Linked DNA regions of Oryctolagus cuniculus: region 1 is linked to region 2. A link is a contact called in public Micro-C data. All regions are on one chromosome and are shown on one strand. The core of a region is the stretch at or near the end of the contact, and the rest is flanking DNA. Distances in the headings are between cores, read along the strand shown. Region 1 holds the start of CCDC171 (coiled-coil domain containing 171). Region 2 holds the start of SNAPC3 (small nuclear RNA activating complex polypeptide 3).

What was found. Hi-C and Micro-C count contacts between places; a contact is called where the count stands out from the background.
Region 1: a contact with region 2 is called in a Micro-C map of ear pinna, with 6 times the contacts expected there. The contact joins the promoter of CCDC171 here to the promoter of SNAPC3 in region 2. A contact is called at or near these places in 2 of 6 Hi-C or Micro-C datasets (ear pinna and an unstated tissue).

The regions. Positions count from the first base shown.
Region 1 is chr1:178,403,499-178,407,210 of mOryCun1.1, forward strand. CCDC171 (coiled-coil domain containing 171) reads left to right here and starts at 1,470. Exons shown (of 26, transcript XM_070052428.1): 1 at 1,470-1,762.
Region 2 is chr1:178,252,929-178,256,390 of mOryCun1.1, forward strand. SNAPC3 (small nuclear RNA activating complex polypeptide 3) reads left to right here and starts at 1,919. Exons shown (of 9, transcript XM_002708086.5): 1 at 1,919-2,277; 2 at 2,991-3,068. The coding sequence starts at 1,961.

The sequences.
Region 1 (3,712 bases), core at 220-2,719, 150 kb after region 2:
TTAGCCTAATGAGCCACGGCACCGGTAGATAAATGAATCTTAAAGAAAGAAAGAAAGAAAAAACCTAGAAGTTCAATAAAAAAGTAAAAAGAAAATAAATAGTGGACAACAGTATATTTAGCATATTCTTACATAATCACTTTTGTGATTTTGTGAAACTATAAGAAATTTATAGGTATCAGTCAAAGCTTGTAAAATCACAAGCTCTAATCTCATTAGTCTGTTGTCATTTTCCATTTCAGTTCTAAATGTTAAGTGGGCTGTTTTTCCTTTCCATAAGCTCTTTCTTTGAGGCAATTATCTTTTTCTGGCTAAAGTATTTGGAAGTGGGGACTGGCCTCCTTTTTTAATCGAACCGAATAAACTCTAACCAATTAAGGTTTCAGTGCTGAAAGAATCACGGCGGTTTTAATCCCAATTTATATTTGCCTTTCTCACCGTTGGCTCCTCTGAGGGAGACAGAAGATAGCCGCTACACCTGGTTTCAGGTTGATTACAATCGACACGGGAGGAGTCTAGCACAAAAGGCTTGTTTTTAAATTTTTATTTATTTTTTGGTACCGAACACCTTTTTGCGCGGAGGTGGTAATGAAGATAAAATCCTTAATCAAAATCTCTCCAATTTGCATTGATCTTTGGGGACTAGGCTTTCCAAAGCCAAGGAACAAAAGGATTCGGTTTCCCAACCTCCCTGAGGCGGCAGCAGATTGTGGAGCAGCTACCGGCAGAAACCGTACTATAAATTATCAACAAGAGGGAGGCGCACGCGCGCGCGAGTAACAGGGATGGGGGAGCGGCAGAGACGGAGCGCGCCTGGCTCCAAGGCCTTGTACTTCGTTATGCAATGTTTACATGCACTGCGACGGCATTAATGCACCGACACGCATTCTTCCTGCCCGGTTTACTATGGGAACGGGAGGAGGAGACAAACGGCCGAGAGCCGTTCAGACGCAGGGGAACAGCCACTGGTGCAGAAGCCAAATCCAAGAATTTCCCTCTGGGCTCTGGCACTAGCCCACAGACCGGGAAGGTTGCGCTGACCCTAAGAATCAGCGCAGCATTTAGTTCACAAAATGCAGGGTCTGGCTTCTCAGATTTTTACTCAGTAAGCAGGGAAAAGGAGTTAAAATCTGCTTTTCTAGTAGCCTCGGGATTCTGCGCCAGCAACCTGAGGACCTCACGCTGAGACCACCCTGAGACGCAAAGCCAGCCTCAGGTTCGCACGGGGAGGCGGGACGTCTGGAGCGGCAGCGCGCATGCGCGCGCTCGACCGCGAGCGCGCCGCGTCCCAGAGACGGCGCATGCGTTGGCTCGGCCCCCCAGCGAGGGCGCGCAGCTTCGCGGGCCGGCTCCGCCAATCGGAGCCCGGCGTACTTTGAGTACGTATCTCGGAGACGCGGGGGTGAGGGCTGCGGGAGGAAAGGGGAAGGCTGGGGCCGGTGGGAGCGGGGCGGGCTTGGGGCGGGGTCGGGGCGGGGCCGGCGACGCCTGTGAAAGTCTGCGGAGGTCTGAGACGGCAGCCGCCGCTTCTGCCCAGCCCCCGGAAGTGGCGGTTGTAAACTTCGCCTCCTAGAGGCAAGTCCCCTCCAGTCCCCCTGTGCTGTTCGTTCCTCCTCCCCGGGTCCTAGAGTCCGTCGGGTTCCACAGTTTTTGCTCCTACCCCTGATACGCGAGGGCTGCCCGGACTCCCTCCTGCCCCCGAGGGTTGAAGCTGCCCCTAGGCAGCTTGGGTGTGCGGTCTGGACCAGGCGAGACCCCTGAGGTAACCGAAGGGTGTGGAGACTTCGAGGAGAACGAGTTGGGGAGAAGAGATTTGGAGCGGAGCGGTGTAGGGGCTGCAGGGAGGGCTGTGGGAGTCCTCGAGTTAGCTTAGGGCTGTTAGGGTCGCCAGCGGGGACATACCGCCAGCGTCCCGGGCACAGTGTCTCCACCCAGCTGGGCGAGGATGCTGCAGCATCCGAGGCTGAGACGCAGCCGCAGTGCACTGAGGTCAGGCTGGGGACCAGACGGCCCGGACTTGGAGCTTCTTGGGTTTACAACTTCAGCCTGTGCTTCCCCCCAACCCCCCCTAGAATTAGTAATCCCTCCGAGGACAAAGGCCACGTTTTTCTCCTCCTCTTTTTAATGCTAGACGCCCTAAATGTTTGGTAACTAGAGTTGTGCTAGACTGTCTTCTGCAGCTTGTACTCTGAGAGACTTGGAAAAGTCAGCTTCGAGTTTTCCCAGAGCTGTAAATTCTCTGCACAAGTGGCGCCTCCTTTTGAATGTTTACTCCGTTATGATAATTATACCAGGGAAATACACATCGTTCGTTTCTATGTTATTACAATAGCATTTATTTATTAGAAAGAGTTGGTACTTTATTCCATTACCCATCAGGGTTTTATAGTTCTCATAACTTTGAAGAAAAGAACCTACCTTTTTGTCACTTGTCCTAACAGTGCAACAAAACAGTGGTAAGCTGGAAAGGAACATGGGTTTCCACGAAGGGCAGAGGAAAACAAACCTGCTAAGAGGAGAGGTGAAGGAATGGTGTTTTATATTTGGATCTCAGGCACATCAGGTAGCCTTAAGCTTAAGATAAGCGTATTGGCTTGGATCCTGAAGTTTCATTTACTTCTGACATTTTTTGATTGTCTGAGCCTCTTTGTGTTGATCTTGCTTTGATGAGAGACTCACACATCCCCCAGTGAAGGTGAAACATATAAGGACTGACAGACTCCCAACACCTGTGCGATTACTAATGAAGACAGCAGTACCTAGTGAAAGGATAGATTTTTGAGTCAGCCGTGTAGGGGCTGGAATTCTGATTTTCCCCCTGAGTGTCTTCAGTTACTCAGCGTTTACAAAATGCCTGTTTTCTCATTTGTAAGCTGTGCACAGTAGTCTTCTAGGTTTATTGGAAGGATTAAAGAGATCAGGGATGCTCAGCTCAGCATGTGGCCCATAGTAAGTGCTCAGTAATAGTAGTTCTTATTTTCCATCCACTTGTCCGTCCCTTTTCCTCCCATCTGTGCAGACATACTGAGAGATGAGCACATTTTGGATGCAGACTGAAGGACTCAAATATGAGGTAGGAAAATGTTGTACCAGCTGTGGCTCCGAACTCTTAAAGCAGAATTGTCTTCTGGCTAGTACTTCCTCTCAAGATGTCCAGATCCTTGGTTTCGTGGCCTGAATTGCCCTACTATCTATTTTTTTTTTAAAGAGCTTCTTATTGAAGAAATATGCATGTAATATCCCATTATCTATTTTAGTAGGAATGGTAAGAATATTCCCAACTCAGAAATGGAGAAGTTTAGGCCGGCGCCGTGGCTCACTAGGCTAATCCTCCACCTAGAGGCGCCGGCACACTGGGTTCTAGTCCCGGTCAGGGTGCCGGATTCTGTCCCGGTTGCCCCCCTTCCAGGCCAGCTCTCTGCTATGACCCAGGAGTGCAGTGGAGGACTTGGGCCCTGCACCCCATGGGAGACCAGGAAAAGCACCTGGATCCTGCCATCGGATCAGCGCGATGCACCGGCCGCAGAGGCCATTGGAGGGTGAACAAACGGCAAAAAAAGGAAGACCTTTCTCTCTGTCTCTCTCTCTCACTGTCCACTCTGCCTGTTAAAAAAAAAAAAAAAAAGAAAAAGAAATGGAGAAGTTTAAATGAAAAAAATCCATCAACATAAAAAGCTGATTTTAAACTTTGCCTTTGTCCACCGCAGCTACT
Region 2 (3,462 bases), core at 669-3,168:
GGTGCCATCTATGCCCCTGAGGCTATCTTAGGCCCTACCCCACCTCCACCTCGGGGCATAGTAGGCTTTGGTCCTAAACCTCATGGTCCAACCAACATGTTAGCTTCACCCCACCCTAATGGGATTCGCTACCCCTACTTCCCTACCCATCCCCTGACAAAGGGATATTAGGACCCTTTTCCCGGGACACATGCTGTCTCTTTTTCCTTGTTTGCCCCTTCCCTCCCGTCTGTCGGGTTTCTTCCACCAATAAACCCAACCCTTTCCCCTTACTTCAATGTTTGGTGTGTTTTGTGGCGGCCTTACACTTGGATTCCTGTCACCCTCGTGGGAGACTCGGATGGCGTCCCTGGTTCTGGCTTCTCCTGGCCCAGCCCCAGCTGTTGTGGGGGCATTTGGGGAGCAAACGAGCAGATGCAAAATCTTTTGTCTCTTTGTGACTCTCTGCCTTTCAAAAAATAAATCTTTCTAAAAAACACAAGAGATTGATAAGATTGCTTTTTAAAACTACAAAGAATACTATTTCACAGCTACCAAGATGGTTACAATAAAAAACTAAGATAGTGTTGGCAAGGATGTGGAGAAGTCCATACATCATACCCTACCAGCAGGAATACAAAATGGCATAGCCATTTTGAAAAAAAGTCTGGCAGTTCTTTTAATGGTTTAACCACATAGACTGACCATGAATAACATCCTAGGTCTCTACCCGATAGAAATGAAAACATGGTTCTGTACAAAATCTGGTACACAAATGTTCAGAGCAACATTATTCATAATAGCCAATAGGTGGAAACAATCTTTTGCTAAATAGCAAACAAAATGTAGTACATTCATATAATATATTTATCGGGCTCAAAAAGGGGGGTTACTGATATGTGCTAGACATGGATGAACCTTGAAAATTTGCTAAGTGAAAGAAACCAGACACAGTAAAACCAAGTGTTATACAATGCTGTTTGCACTAACTGCTCAGAATAGGTAAATCTCTAGACAGAAAGCAGAATAGTAATTGGCTAGGGCTGGATGTACTGGGCGGGCCGAATTGGAGGTGATAGCTACAATGGATGCAGGTTTCTTTCCTGGTGTGGTGAAAATGTTCTCTAAACTGGTTGCAGTAATGGGTACCCAACTCTGAAAATCCTAAAATCCACTAAAAAACACTTCTCGTGGGTGGATTACATGGTACGTGATTAGAGCATCATAAGCAGCCAGGGCTTTTTCTGTGTGTCCTGCTCCGCTTTTTGGGGCCTCCATCTGAAGCTACACCAACTGAGCTCCAAAATTGCTGGTTCTTGACGGTTAACTCCCTCCTCAGCCAGCAACAAGCAGATGACAATGCCTACCTGGCAATGTTTGGTGATTTAAATGACACATACATAAGGGCTAACGATGTACACTATGGGTTACACAGGGGGCACTCCGTAAACAACATCGTGCGTGTGAACAGCCATGCTTGGGTTTTACACAGGAGCAGGGGGTCTGGGGAGTTTCAGAAGGAACCTGGTTTTAGACCTTGCCCCCTTGTCTAGCACAACAGTGCAGCCTCCGAATCCCAGAATCAAGTAAAAGTCCTGCACTCTTGAGCCTCGGGAAGCAAGGAACTGGACCGAAGGGAGTGGCAAGGCCGCGCTAACATGCAGAGGAACGCGCTTCGTAAATGGAGGCCAGGAACCCAGCCAGGACTGCCACTGTAGCACAGGTGCAGCAAATGAGCCACAGCCGCATCCCGCACCTCCCCGCCCGAGAACAATGCGCTCAGACCTGGGCGCAGAGCCTCGCGCGACCGCGCCCGGGGACGGGCCTGGCCCGGGGCCTGCCGGGAAATGCAGTTTGTAAAGCCCCGCCCGCGCCGCCCCGCCGCTCGCCGGCCGGGAGCCTTACGCAACTACAAGTCCCGTCACGCTCCGCGAGACCTTGCTCGCTCGGCTTTGCAAAAGGGAAGGGAGTGGGGACGAACATGGCTGAAGACAGCCGGGGTGGCCCAACGTGCAGCTGGATGGGGGACAGTCAGGACCCGGTCCCTGGCAGTGGTGGCTACAACTTTCCAGAGTACGAGATTCCCGAGGTTAACACGCGCGCTTTCCATGTGGGCACCATTGGGGAGCTGTGGCGTGGCCGGCTGCGCGGGGCCGAGGACTTGTCGCTGAAGGAGCCGCGGGCACCGGAGCTGCCTGGGTGCCCAGGGGACGCTGCCTCCGATCCGGGGGATGCCGCGGTGGCCCGGGATCTGGACTGCAGCCTGGAGAAGGCGGCCGAGCTGAGGGCGGTGTGCAGGTGAGTGCAGGGTCAGGCGGTCCTTGCAGCTTGGGGCCCGTCGGGAGCCTTGCTCCCGAGCTCCCTGGGGGATCCCTCTCTGGGAGGGCCTGCGGTTCAGACCCGGCGTAGGAGGACCGCCCTTCCAAAGCGTTCCACACGCTGGAACCTTCCCGGAACTCGGGGACGGGTCCTGGCATCCGAATGCTCAATCTCTGCGAGTTGGAGTGAAAGGAGACAGCTGCATAAAGGCTAACGTTTCCATTCGCCCGTTTATAAAGTGCTTGTTAATGAAGAGCAGCGGTCTGGGTAACGCGACGTGTCCCTGCCATTGACACTTCGACAATGGAGGAGCAGCGGAATGATGAGGCTGGAGGAGACTTAACGCGAGGACTGTTAAAACCTTGCTTAACTCTGACCTTTTGAGGGACGTCCGAGGGATGCTGTTACTGCCCCCCAAAGTGGATTGTTTGGGGTGCAAATATAAACATAACTTTTAGTGACCCTTCGTCATTTAACAGTACTGGTCGTCTTCAATCGGCCGTGTATCCCTTTCAATATGCACTGACGGCACAGAAATCATTGCGGTGGATTGTAGCCTCTCCTCTGAGGCGCCTCCTGGGTTTTGTCTGACTTCGTAATTATTCGGTGATGTGTTTAGCACACAGCCCCAGCTCGCAGTGGACAGGATGCACGTGCGTCGTTGAAGCAGCGCTTTCCCTTTTTTGTTCTAGCCTTGATAAACTGAAGTGCCTAGAGGAAGGTGAGGATCCGGAAGTCATCCCGGAGGACACGGAGCTGGTGACGTTAGGGTATGCCTGACTTTGTTTTTTTTTTTTTTAAGGTGACACTGGTTGAAGCATTTTTTTTTTTTTTTAACATTGTGTTTTGGAAAGTTGAAACTATAGTGTCGTTACCCTTGCATTCACATCTTAAATACAACTGTTGTTAGCATTTGGCCATACTAACTTCAGCTGTGTATGTGTGAGCTGACTGCTCTGTCCTAGTCACTTGCTGTGCCATTCATTAAGTTGCACCTGGCGTGATATTTCACCCCAAATACATCAGCATGTCACTCCTAAAAGTGCCATTTTCTTGCATAATCAGCACCTAGGAAAATTAACGATAATTTGATAGCCTCTGCTATCTAACCCATATTCAAATTCATGTTATTTTTGAATGTGCATTTACAAAGGTAGAGTTAAT